Regions from separate parts of the Hordeum vulgare genome. Here region 2 is linked to region 1. Evidence: chromatin contacts called from public Hi-C data. All regions are on one chromosome and are shown on one strand. The core of a region is the stretch at or near the end of the contact, and the rest is flanking DNA. Distances in the headings are between cores, read along the strand shown. Region 1 has its middle 54 kb from the start of LOC123440479. Region 2 holds the start of LOC123444818 (uricase).

The links. A called contact is a pair of places that touch in the nucleus more often than the background predicts.
Region 2: a contact with region 1 is called in a Hi-C map of leaf, with 6 times the contacts expected there. The contact joins the promoter of LOC123444818 here to the enhancer-like site in region 1. A contact is called at or near these places in 2 of 6 Hi-C or Micro-C datasets (leaf and seedling).

The regions. Positions count from the first base shown.
Region 1 is chr3H:538,976,373-538,983,354 of MorexV3_pseudomolecules_assembly, forward strand. No RefSeq gene overlaps it. Among protein-coding and RNA genes, the nearest start is that of LOC123440479, 54 kb to the left of the region's middle. Within about 2 kb of position 1,614, at least 1 of the 3 cell types and tissues checked has open chromatin away from gene starts, as enhancers often do. A contact at or near this core is called in leaf, where this site is marked.
Region 2 is chr3H:539,558,888-539,565,176 of MorexV3_pseudomolecules_assembly, forward strand. LOC123444818 (uricase) reads left to right here and starts at 1,651. Exons shown (of 8, transcript XM_045121670.1): 1 at 1,651-2,053; 2 at 2,160-2,252; 3 at 2,359-2,434; 4 at 4,113-4,222. The coding sequence starts at 1,853. It overlaps LOC123444816, which reads right to left. Exons shown (of 2, transcript XR_006631029.1): 2 at 4,400-4,786.

The sequences.
Region 1 (6,982 bases), core at 364-2,863:
GCCGGTGACTTGCTCGGCTCAACGCAAAGCATCGTGGAACCACACATCGGCTTCATGGAAACAAAGTAGGCACGCTTCCTCTTCAGGTGAAGCACCCCCTTTCCCACTTCAATGAGCGGCGCAGCTGGACATAGGGAAGATACAAGGGAAGAATATGTCTCTGGGGCCCTCGCGGTTTGATGAGAGGGCTGCCGGACATGGAAAAGACAAAGGGATCAACTGTGGCTGACCGTAGACTAGTATATTGTATCTATGTCATAGGAGTGGGGTTTTACGCGGCCAGACGTGCACATAATTTTATGTTTTTTAGTTAAAATATATTTAAAATGTAAATATTTTCGTTCGGTTTATATGAAACCCATTTTGTATGCAAGAATTTCGTTTGGTTAATTTAGTTAGTTGTTGATTGGTTGGCGGTGTATCCATGGAAAAATGCCAAAGAAAATTTATAAGTCATCGTTGAAGATGACGTAATTAGCATACTAGCCGCACAGAGAGCTTCCATAGAAATCTCTGCCAGCTTATAAAAAGGGTGCACTTGCGTGCTGCACAAATTGAAGATGGAGGAAGAAAAAACTTTTTGGATGAAAGAACTGTACGTAATGTACGTACTTAGTCCTAGAGCTGCATTGACCAGGGCAGATCGAATACACAAGCCGGCCCAAGGAGCGCACTGATCACCGCGCTGCGCTGCCCGTGCGTGCAATATTCTGCAGGGTCAACGGCTGAGCCTCGCGACGGGTCCGGCGGCCATGGATCGCGTGAGAGGCTCGTCGGTCGATATACTCGGCTACATGCACGCCCGCCCCTCGTTGCGTCGTCTCTGTCCAAGACACAGCATGGATGCAATGATCAACCTTGGGATCAGGCCACCGAATTCAGGGGGCCTCCGGCCGCCGGACCGATGCGCGCACCCCGCGCACATGGTCCCTCGATGCTCGCACCGTAGGCTGGCCCATGATCCGAGGAGCGCGATCGATGATGCTTCGATCCGGTGCTCATCGTCACGTACCGGCCGGTGCTGCAAGTCAGAAGAATTCCGCTCGAACGCCGCACACAAATCGCTGCGTTCGTCCTCCGTGCGTGCGTGCAAGCCTGTCGTTAGTTACGTGGGTTAGTTTAGGTTAATCACGATTCCCGTGGGGGCTCGCTGCTCGCATCTGAACTTCTGAATTAGAATTTGGGTGTAAGCTTGCACCTTCCAGTCAAATACTATTTTTGTGTGAGATTGCAACTTCCGGTGAAAGGAATTGTGCAAAGTTATTATCATCTGTCGCAGCAGTTTATCAAGTTTTCAGTGCAGTAAAGGTCACAGCATGCATAAGCTTGTTTATGTTCATCCCAGTGCCTTGGACAAATTTCTCGTCAGACAAAATATGCATGATATATGGTGGTCGACGAACTAAGAATGAGTTTTGAGTTGATGCCTCTTGTTACTAGGAGTGTTTACTAGTTTAGTTCATATTGCACCTGCAGTCAACCCTGCCCTTTTCAACTCCGAGAATGAGTATGAATTGATACCTCGGCAAGAGTAGCCACGGGCACGATCGATGCACGCCTTCCAAAATGGCATCGATCGAGACGCAGCCATTGCTGGTCCACACGTATACACGGAGCCTTATCCTTTCGCAGCACGGCAAACTGTAATGACACCATACACCTCTCATTGCGAATACATTATAGTAGTATGCATCTTGAAAAGTTGACTAAACCCATGAATCCATGATCATAAGAGCAACTCCAACTGACCCATTTCGTCCGCTACGATCTTTTTGCATCACCGCACACAAAAGTAAAGGCCTAATACGTCGATCCATTTCTAAAACGCATTCGTTATTCATTCATGATGACTCATTTCGGGTTTAAATTTAAAGTTAAAATGCGTCGGTGCGGATGATGCGGGCCTTCTCATGTCCACGCCCGTCAACATGTGACACCCGGTCAAAACCATCATCGTCTTATTAATGACGACCATCTACCACGGATCCACGCGTCACCCATCCCCGGACGTCTTTTTTTAATTCGAACGTGAAAGGGGGAGGGGGTCATCCTCTTCCAGAATTTCAGAATACAAAACAAATCACTCGTCCGTTTTTATCGCGCAATTGGAGTTGCTCTAAACAACTCCCTAGGTATTTTGCCTTGCCTATAATCGGCCGGGAGACACGGTAAATAATACGTAGGATCAGAACATAGCACAACAATTTCAGTAAGTACGCAGTAGTATCGATGACTACCTTCGCCAACAGAAAAGTAGTGTCCATGAAGATATTGTTGGATCAATCGATGTTACTTTGCATGATTTCAGTTAGTTTGGATGGTTTGCTTGCTAGGATAGCTCACCTTCGAGTGATCTATAAGGCTGTCTTTGACCGGCTGGATTCGATTAATAGTCGGTCCTTCGTTGCCGACAATTTGAAGACCGAGATCAGTTGGGCCTTTAGCCCCCTGTAGCTGCGTGAGAAAAACAGAATGAGGGCTGATTTGCGGCTTCACATATATCTCAACTACTAAAACTGCTAGTATAATGGCATGCGTTGTTACGGATCATGTATATATTTGGCCCAATTGCAGACATAATCATAGTGCATGTCAAAATTTGCATGCATAAAAGTTATATCATGTACTCTAATGATCCAAGTAATTGTCTCTTACAAACTAAGATCTATTTGATGTGTTTAAGATATTTTTATACAATGTGAAGAATATTGTCTTGAGCTTCATTGCATCACACAATGTGAGCCGCACCCTCATTTTGGTGAGTTGTAAATTATAGGCTATCTATAGATCATTTGATTGGTGTTTTTTTCTAGAAATGACTTGTTATGTTATGTGGCATTGATGTCAACATATAGAAGCTTCTCATTTCTACTTTTCTTATGGGAAAAAACCAGCCATTCCTTTCACTCATGCACCACTCAACCGTCTTCTACTCTGCCCGCACAACCAACCAGCCATCGATTTTCGCTGCATCTCATCTCCCTGCCACAATGTTGTCCTCGCCATCTCTCCCACGCACTTCCCCTCCATGCCATGGCGTAGCTCGCGCACTCGTTTCCCCACCACCTCCCCTCTCATTCATGGTGTCGCCAGCCCCCTCCTCTCCCTGCCACTATATGGCCTGCCTCCTTCTCCTCCTAACAACTTCTCGCGCCGCCACCTCGGCACCGAGAGCTTGCCCACTGGTCTAGAAACATGGGTAGCTAGATCCACCAGGAAGGTGCAAAAGGGACCACAAACCTCGATTAGTTCTAGCCATAGAGCTGACCCGTTCATATGTGGGTTCGACAACCTGATGCACAGTGGTGTGGCACTACGAATTGGGATATACCTTCATGTTCGAGGCTGCTCACCCGAGGCCGATTTCCAATGTGAAAGTGCATGTAGTTCCCATGTGTGGTTTTGGTAATTGATGACAATCCTAATGAACTAATGTTTTCATTGAGTTATACATTTGAAGGAATGTTCTATTTGCAATGCATGAAGAATGAACAATATTGGATGAACTGAAGTATGTTTGTTCCATGAAGATGCAAGAAGGAGCTCGAATGAATTCTAAATGAATGCCATATACATATTGGTGTGCATGCACCAAGGATGAGCTCAATGATTGAATCAAATATGATACGATCAAGATGAATTCCATGTGATGAACAAGATGTGATCTATGTGGAGTTCATCGAGGATCTCACACATTCTCATGCTTTGGCTTATGGTTTCAACCATGATGGATCGAGATCTTGAGAGAATAATTAAAGAGAATAATTCTACATATGTCGACTTGGAAATAGGATCATGATGAGCTCATATGTTGAGTCATGGATGATTATGTCTTCAATCAAATAATTCAAGAGAAGAATTCATTATGCCTCTCAAGATATTATGGTGTATCATGAAGACGAGCAAGTTATAGACAATATGAGATTCATGGAAAAACTTGATATGGTCATGGTGAATTGAGATATTGGTAATCATTTCTTAAAGCAATGAAGCCTAATAAGAAATAAATAGGGCCTTCAAAACATCAATATTAATCATGGATCAAAGATAAATGTTGACCAAGATGAAGATCAAAGAGTTAACTCAAAGTTGGTCATCACACAAGCGCAAATGATGTACCACATGAGATCTTGTGGTATGGTAAGTAATTGTCAATTGCACTTTGTGTACTAACTCGTACTATGTGCTCTCTATGTCTGTGAGGGTTAGGTAATTCTCACAGGCTAGCATCAAGAGAGATATTCCAAGTGTCCATGAGAGGGTGACATCAAGTGTTCATGATCATGTTTGACAGGGGCAAGTTCAAAATAACCACCCCTAAGGATTACATGCTTGAACCTTGTGGATGTTCACATGATGGACAAGTGAAGATGAATCCAAAGCAAGGCTTTCCACATTTCATATGGGAGAGCTACTTGAAGACTTCATCAATGTCTTTCCTTCACCTTGATCCAAGAAGAAACAATAACATCAAGCTCAAGTGAAAGGCTCGACTCAAAGGTATTAGTTCCTTTAACGCTATTGGTGTGGAGTGATGACCGCCGAATAAACATATACACTCAAGAATGGATTATTGGTAGCTATGTGGTGTAGCTCTTTTATGATTCTTAAGTTTTAGGGATCCCGCACTATTAAGAGGGGATCAAAGGGTTTTGTAATGAACTTGCTCAAGTCAACATCTTCTATACACAATTCCACTCCTATCATATATCCCAAAGCAAAACTGTTAGCCAAAAAGGGTTTCCCAAATTCTATACTCAAACCTTTGCATTCATTGCATCATCCATTTTGTTTAATATTGGGTGGTTCTCTATGTGAAGACCTGGAGCTTTTCAATAGCTACAAAACGAGCATAAGCTCATCAAAATCGGAGTTTGTATGTAAAAGTTACGCATATTATACTATTGGTATGCTCGTTGTTTATTGGGGGGCCGGAAGTTCTGGGAAGGTTCCGGGAAAAGTTCCGGGGTAAACAGGAAGTTTGCAAAAATCTGACCCAAAGGGATCCCGGAAGTTACGGGCCTCCCAGAAGTTCCGGGGGCGAGAAGTTTCGGGCCTCCCGGAAGTTCCAGGGGCCAGAAGTTCAGGACAGGTTCCGGGCTAACCACAAACTTTACATTGTGTGCCTCAATAGGGACACGCGGAAGTTCCGGGCTACATTTTTCTGTGCATAACGGGCAGATTTGGTGGGGCAGTATATAAGGTACCCCTTCTTCCCCAACGAGATAGAGCCTTTGGATATGATATTTCCCCGTTGTTTTGAGCTCTCTCCTCCTCCCCCAAGCCTCAAAACTCCAATCCATTTGGGGGGAAACTATCCCATGGATCTAGGGTTCATTTGTTGACCTCCTCCATTGTTCCTCTCCTCTCACATCCCTCCATAGCATTAGTTGCTTTTGGTGTGATTTGAGAGAGGGGGATTTCAGCATTCTTGCCGTAAATCCCGAAGAGATTTCTGAGAGTTTTTTAGAGAGATTTCATCCAAGCATACATCCACTCCTCTCACTTTTGACCAAAGTAATTTGTGATTTGAGCAATTCTTGATCATTTCCCCTTTGATCTTGTTACTCTTGGAGGTTGGAGACTCCTAGGCGGTAGGAGTGCTTCGGTGAGGAGTCAACTTGTGATTTGTCCCCCGAAAAGTTTATGAAGGTTTGGAGGCCACCTCAAGGTCTACCACCAGTGGTTGGGAATCGCCTTCGTGGTGATATCTCAAGGAGAATAGGGTGAGCCTTCGTGGCGTTGGTGTGCCTTCGTGGTAACATCCACTTCTGTAACAGTGACTAACCCTAACTCCTTACTTGTGGTTTACTTTGGTTACTTGAGCGTACATTCAGTACATATTGTCGTCCTCATTATATTGTGTTGGCTATTTCCCTGTAAAGATTAATTATTTAGGCCTACACATTATATCCCGCAATTCATACTTGCTACTATTGATATATTTTGTGTTTAGTGTGAATTGCTCACTTGTGCCATACTCTTACATATCTTGTGATATTGCTCGAGTAAGTTTGTGTAACTTACTTGTGATTATGAGTAATCTTGTTGTGCTCATCTTAGTAGAAGAAGTTGGTGGTGCACTTAGTTGAGCCTAGTATTTTTAGGATTTGTGCTTGAAAAGTATCCTATTAGTTTATTTCCGCATTAGGATAAAGCCAAATCTGTAGAAGTTTTTAAAACGCCTATTCACCCCCTCTAGACGACATCGTGGTCCTTTCACAATGCCAAGGAGTGCACATTGTCACGTTGGGGTGGCCGCCAATGGGATGCGACCTTCTACTCATTTGCCCTGCCCATCCACTCAAGTCTCATGTAGCTGCGAGCATGTTTATCCTTCCTATCGATTAGCTTTATGGATTATATGAAAGGACTTTACGCGTGCACACGTTGCAATGTGCGATAGGCTTGTGAGCGCAATCCTAATCCCGCTTGATCTTAGTTATGGGGTCCAGTATATAATTAGATTAATTCATCTCCCCTCATTTTAAGGGCGCGGATGGGTGTGTGCCTCTCTAATGTCTTGCCTTCCTGATTTTCAAGGGTGATTGGATAGGTGGCATGTGCTTTTCGTTGTATGCAATAAAAAGGAAATTAAAAGAAATTAAGCACCCCATGCATTGCCTAATTCGGTCTAAATGCCTTGTCGAAAACTGCACGCTCCATCACGCGCGAGTTGGCGGCCCTCTGGATTATATTTCAGTCCTAGTGTCCATAGACTCACAACGACCAAGTGACGCAAAGTCACAAACTACGTCTTCATCATTTAGACTTTTTCCACTTTTCTTGTCTTTTCTTTGGTTATGCATTAGAGCCTTGTGTAACTAACCTCTTTGAATGAAATGGCATTCTGCTATACATTTGTCAAAATAAATAACAACCCAAGCGTGTGTTTACTTTTGTAATATTGTTCCACCAAACCAAAGCATCACCCGCTTATGTTGTAATTGAAGACCATGTTGGGAGTAATGAGATATATACT
Region 2 (6,289 bases), core at 401-2,900, 580 kb after region 1:
GTTAACCTCTGACCAGGTGTGTCAACTTATTTAATTTGATGGCATGTATACTGATTTGAGAGGGAAACAGTTGTGAGCTGAAGTTAATATCTTAAATGTTTATCTTAGCACCTGTTTATAGGGAATGAAGATCTGCCATCTTAGATCCTAATGGTGAACGAAATTGTGTACTACAACTTGTAATGTCATAATAAGCATAACCAAGGGTTTAGAATAATTATTTGTGTTTTTGTCCACTCAATTTATTTTAAATAGTGGTATCTGCAATTTCACAATACAGACATGCTCGTTGTATTAGTGTTGCAAGCTTGAATGCATAGTTGATGAGTATCGAGAAGGGAGTTATGTAGAGGGCCAAGCGTGAAACTACACCCAGTCTGATCATGATATTGATGTGAAATTTTGGATTGACTATTAATTAAACTCTGAAAGACTATCTTATGGTTATCTGATGTTTATAAATCCCTTGTGGTTATTCTTGCAGGACCTGTACAGAAGCATACTAAAAGATGTAGGAACCTCAGCAGACAATAAGTTCACATCAATTGCCCTTACCAACTTCATCGTTTGAGCCGCCGCCGGATGTACCACTCTGGTGATCATTTACCCACTGGACATAGCTCATACCCGCCTTGCAGCCGACATTGGCCAAACAGACGCCCGCCAGTTCAAGGGCATTCGACACTTCATCCAAACCATCTACAAGAAGAACGGCATCCGCGACATCTACAGAGGGCTACCGGCGTCGCTCCATGGGATGTTGCCGGCGACCATCCGCCTCGCCTCGGATTCGCCTGCCCCATGCCTCGTCGGAGCGTCGCGTCGCCAGTGGCAGCGTCGCGAGCACCTGCAGCCCCGAGCATGGTCGATCTCGTCGGCCTCCCTTACTGCTTCAGGTGGAGATGGGGAGATGGGGTGGCAGCATGTGGCGGGGTAGGACGACACGCTGGAGGTGGAGATGGGGTGGAGGCATGCGGCGGGGCGGGGTGGCCCGGGACAGCGCTGACGCATTGGAGGTGGAGATGGGGTGGAGGCGTGCGGCGAGGCGGGGCGGCCCGGGACGGCGCGCTAGAGGTGATGATGGGGTGGCGGCGTGCTGCGGGGCGGGGCGGCCCGGGACGAAGCGCTGGAGGTGAAGGAGAGCTGCGAGCGACGCACCGGGTCGCGTGGGAGTGGATAAGAGGAAGGGATGACCATGTACATCGGGACTGTGGGTTGAATACATAAAAAGGCAGGGACCTTTCTGTAAAAAAGTCACGACGGGTTTTTCGACAGAAGCGGTAGCCGCTTTATGATTTATTATAGTTATTTTCCGTGTGTCACTCCTTTTTCTTTTAACAGAGTGTCACTGTTCTCTGCTGCATCGTTTCAGTGGGCTGCAGCTGCTATACCGAAACAGCGTGCAAGCAGCGGTTTGTTCACGTGTGTACCAGGCCACTTGGCGCAGTCCCCCACCGATTTGGCGCCAAGTGTGCCATCTGTATTCCCATTTGTATCTGGGCAATAAACGCATTTCTTATTTAGGTATTTGGGCAAGATACACGCGAAGCAACGTGGACCGGGCCATAAATGACGAAGCGGCCCATAGCACAGCATAACGGTGTGAGAGACGGACGTATCGGTTCGACTTCGATCCCCTCCGAGGTGCCTACGAGCGAGAGTGACATCGCGACGGGCATCTCGCTGGCCGACTGCGCGCGGTCCCCACATCCCCTCCGTCTCCGTCTCCGTCTCCCTCTCCCTCTACAAAAGAAGCAGTAGCACTCCCGTGCGCGTCACTTCCGCCAGCGACACACGCATCCGCATCCGCATCGGGCTTTCACCCCCAGTGCTGCAGATCGGATCCCCATCCATGGCGGGGCGCTTCGACCTCCAGGGCAGGCACGGCAAGTCCCGCGTCCGGGTCTCCCGCGTGTGGCGCCGCCCCGCCGAGGCCGGCGGCCACCTCTTCGTCGAGTGGAGCGTCGCCGTCAGCGTCGTCTCCGACTGCCTCCCCTCCTACACCTCCGACGACAACTCCGCAATCGTCGCCACCGACTCCATCAAGAACACCGTGCGCCCCCCTTCCTCTCCGTTCCCTTCTCCCTGCCCGGCGGTGCTCCCCGGTCAGTCCCGGCCCTGGTCCCTTGATCCGCTGCGCCTTTTGCTTGCTTGATCAGGTGTATGTGAAGGCCAAGGAGTGCACGGAGGTGGTGTCCATGGAGGAATTCGCGGTCATCCTCGGCAGGCATTTCACCTCCCTGTACCCGCAGGTACGGAGTGGTGGGGATGGGAGTTTTTCCCGGCCATTTATGGTGTGTTCTACTGTATAAAAACGCTGGAACCCGGCCATTTATGAAAGTGTTCTTGTTCGAGCAGGTGTCGGAGGCTACAGTGACGATCGTGGAGCGCCCATGGGAGCGTGTGGCTGTGGACGGGAAGCCCCATTCGCATGGTGAGGAGAGTTTTCTCGCTTACTCTTTTTGTTTACTTGTGCCGTAGTAAGGAGTAGGGCCTTTTGGAGCTCGGCCTCCATGGAGCCCGTTTCTTTTTAAAAAAATAAAAATTCAAATTTTCCGGTTTCAATCTGAGAAAAGATATGCAATTATACAAGGATGAAATGTATATGTGTGCAAAAATTGAGGATGAAATGCCTTGAGATGCGATTTGTGCAAAAGAAATAAATTCATGGACTTTTGGGATGAATAGTATCATGTGTTAAAAAATTATAGATTTGTCTTTTTTGCACAACCCTCGTTTCGACGTATTTCGTCCTGAAAATTTACAAACATCTGTGTTCTGCCTTCATGTATATCTACACTTTTTTTCAGATTTCTTTTAAAATATAAAATATGAATTTTGATGAATTTTGGTGGCCTCCATGGAGGCCGAGCTCCAAACAGCATTTTCGCGTAGTAAGTAAAGTGTGCCTTTATGAAGCCACAGTAAGTTCCATTCAAATGGCAGCCAAGTCAGGAGGGCCAAACCCCCAGCTTTACTTAACAATACGGGAGTACATTACAGACTTTCCAATTAGTGGCTGGGTATGTAAAAGCAGAGATAAGATGCTAGTGACTGCACATCCCCGAATGGCTAAACTTGATTACGATCTATATGAAAGAAGTAGCATAAAACAATGTGACAAATGCTCCATCCTCAAGTCTTGTTTCAGTGGTCAACTGCCATTAAAGTTCTAAAGGAAGTGCTGATCCGCCTCTTTTTGTAGATCAGCACAGTATTGGATCCATGTGCAAATTGGCTGAATTGCAGCTGTTCTAGGCCATTAGGATTTATGATGTGTTTCTTCCACATTTCTGAACACCCTGTCGGTCATTATGAACAGTTTTTAGCTACACAGTCTATGCATTGAAAGACATTGTAAAGATCAACAAGCAGTAGCAGTTGAAGTAAAGCTAGAGAAAAGGGATGCATACTGAAAGCCTTTGGCAATGTATATTTATCAACAACTCAGCCAACCAGGTAGAATATGTTGGCAAGTGCCAACAAACATCATGTTGCTTTTATCTAGCATGAGGATGCACAATCATCATTTAACTGTTTTTTACCAAACATATACTACTTAATACTTAATCGGCAAATGAATATTTAAGTAGTGTAATGCACAAATTTGCATGTTGTTTGGAATCCCTCTTCTAACTAGTGAAATGTATTTCATTATTATTAGAGAACAAAACCAAATGGGACTTAACCAATAAGTTAAATACCAGAGCCACTCATCTTTAGTCATATAGTTACTATTGGCCAATAATAATTTTCCTATTGAGCTCTCAAATAATTTCACATCATTATCATTGCGGTTGCAAGTTGAATAGTGCGGTGCATAAACAGTACCCTTACCTGTATCTCTTCCATTTTCTCCTTAAAACTTAGATTCCTGGTAGATCCACTGATAGTCAAAAAGGAGGATTATGATAATCGAGCAGACTGTTTCTCATCAACTACTTGCTGATTTTTGTTTTGTTTTGACAAATAACTTTCTCACATTTATTATGGTAAATATTCACATTTAGATAGCTTCTATTGCAAAATGCGATGCTAAAGGAAAACAATCCCTCCCTGACGAGTTATTTGAGAGTTATCTGATATAACTTATGCAATGGACTCCTTTGCAGGGTTCAAACTTGGTTCTGAAAAGCACACCACTGAGGTCACTGTGAAGAAGTCTGGAAGCCTGCTTATAAATTCTGGGATACAAGGATACTCCTTGCTAAAGACAACTCAGGTGTTTATTTCACTTATTTGTCTTGGTCCTTATGCCACCATTCACAAAGAAATGCATTTCTGCATATTTCTCGAACTCTGGTTGAGTTTGCTAGTTGCAGTACATAGTTGAATAAGTTATGAGTTCTGATATGATAGAGATTTATAGGAGATTATTAACTAGGAAGATATATATTTCTTTTTGAACGAAAGGGGTTTCCCCCCCTACCCCACTTTTTATAAATGGAGCAGAAAAAGCCCATAAACCAGCTACACAACAGTTAACACATCAACCGAAAATAACCACAGGCAGACCCCAACAAAGGAAGCTGTCCTGGAAAGTGCAAAGTAATCTACATTTATTACAAGCCAAGATAAACTACCAAGGGAGAAAAGAAACTAAGGATAAGGATAGGTCTTCAGATCATCGCCAAGCAATCCTCAGGATCTCCCCCCGACGCTTGTCCAGCAGACGAATGAACTGCTTCAGTTCGGTTTGCTGAGCAGCGCCACAAAGAACTTCCCATCGAAGCAAAATCCCTCTTAACTTGACAATTTTGCAGTCCAGACTTCTCCATTTGCGCCCCTGGAAACAGAATTCATTTCTTAATTTCTATATACTCCACAAGGAGGCCGCAATTACCAAGTTAAGAACAGGCTTTTGTTTATTAACTTTCCAAAAGGAAGCAACCTCACTAATGCAACTTATTCTGCAAATCTTAAAGAAATCAGATATAATATCCCAAATCAGGTTACAGTTCACACATTCAAAAAATAAATGCTGGATGGATTCATCTTCACTACAAAATAGGCAAGACTTATCCTCAATTGTTTTCCTTTTAGCCACATTATCTCTAGTCAAGGATTTGTTATATAAACACAACAACAAAAACACATGTATTTTCTGAGGACACAAAGTTTTCCATAAAGAGTCTCCAAAAGGAGATACCACACCTCCAAAGTTGATACACTTATAAAAAGACTTAACAGAGTAAATGCCTTTTGATTCCAAATCCCAAACAGGAGTATCAAGAGAATCAGATAAAGGATAATCCTTTATATGATTAATAAGCATTCCCCAATCACTTAGCCCACTATGATCAACACACCTTCTAAATGATAGTCTAAGTGTCACCCCATCCCAAACTTGGGCCACAGCACATTCTTGTTGATTACAGATCTCAAACAATTTCCAAAACCTTACTTTAAGGGAACACTCCCCAGCCCAAACATCATGCCAGAAACTTATATTAGCACCATTTCCAATTTTCCAATGATAAAAATTCCTAGATGCTTGTAAAGCCCAGGAAACACTTTTCCAGAAAGGAGATCCAAATTTTGTTTTGGTCCAAAAGATATTTGGACAAGTCACATCATACTTATAAGCAATCACATTTTTCGAGTCCCCATAATTATTCCTAAAAAATCTTTTTCCCCAGGAAGCCAACAATGCCATATTATAATCTCTAATATTAGGGATCCCTAAACCTCCAAAATCCTTCTTTCTAGACACCAAACCCCATTTGGCCAAATGGAACTTATGTTGATCCCCCATATTGCCCCACAAAAAGTGAGCCATCTGGGAGTTAATGGCATTGATAGCCCATTTAGGGAACTTCACAAATGCCATTAGATAAGCAGGGATGCTCACAATACAAGCACATAACAGCACAATTTTCCCCCTGAAAGTAAGATACCTACCCAACCAACCAGAAATTCCCTTGATGATCCTATCAATCAAAGGTTGCAAGTCTTCCCTCCTCAACTTATCATAGTGAAGAGGCACCCCAAGATATTTAATAGGAAAGGATCCTATATTACAGCAAAAAATCTGGGCAAAAGACTTGGCCCTGTACTCATCAACATTAATAGTAATTAGATCACTTTTGTGGAAATTGATTTTCATCCCAGAAAGATTCTCAAAACAGGACAAAATCCATTTAAAATTCTTAGCTTTTTCAACAGAGTCCTCTAAAAAGAGGAGAGTATCATCTGCATACTGAAGACTAATTACCCCCCAGGAATGGCATAGTCAAGCAAACCAGAGATCAATCCCTGAGCAGCAGCTTTGAATAACATCTTAGAAAAG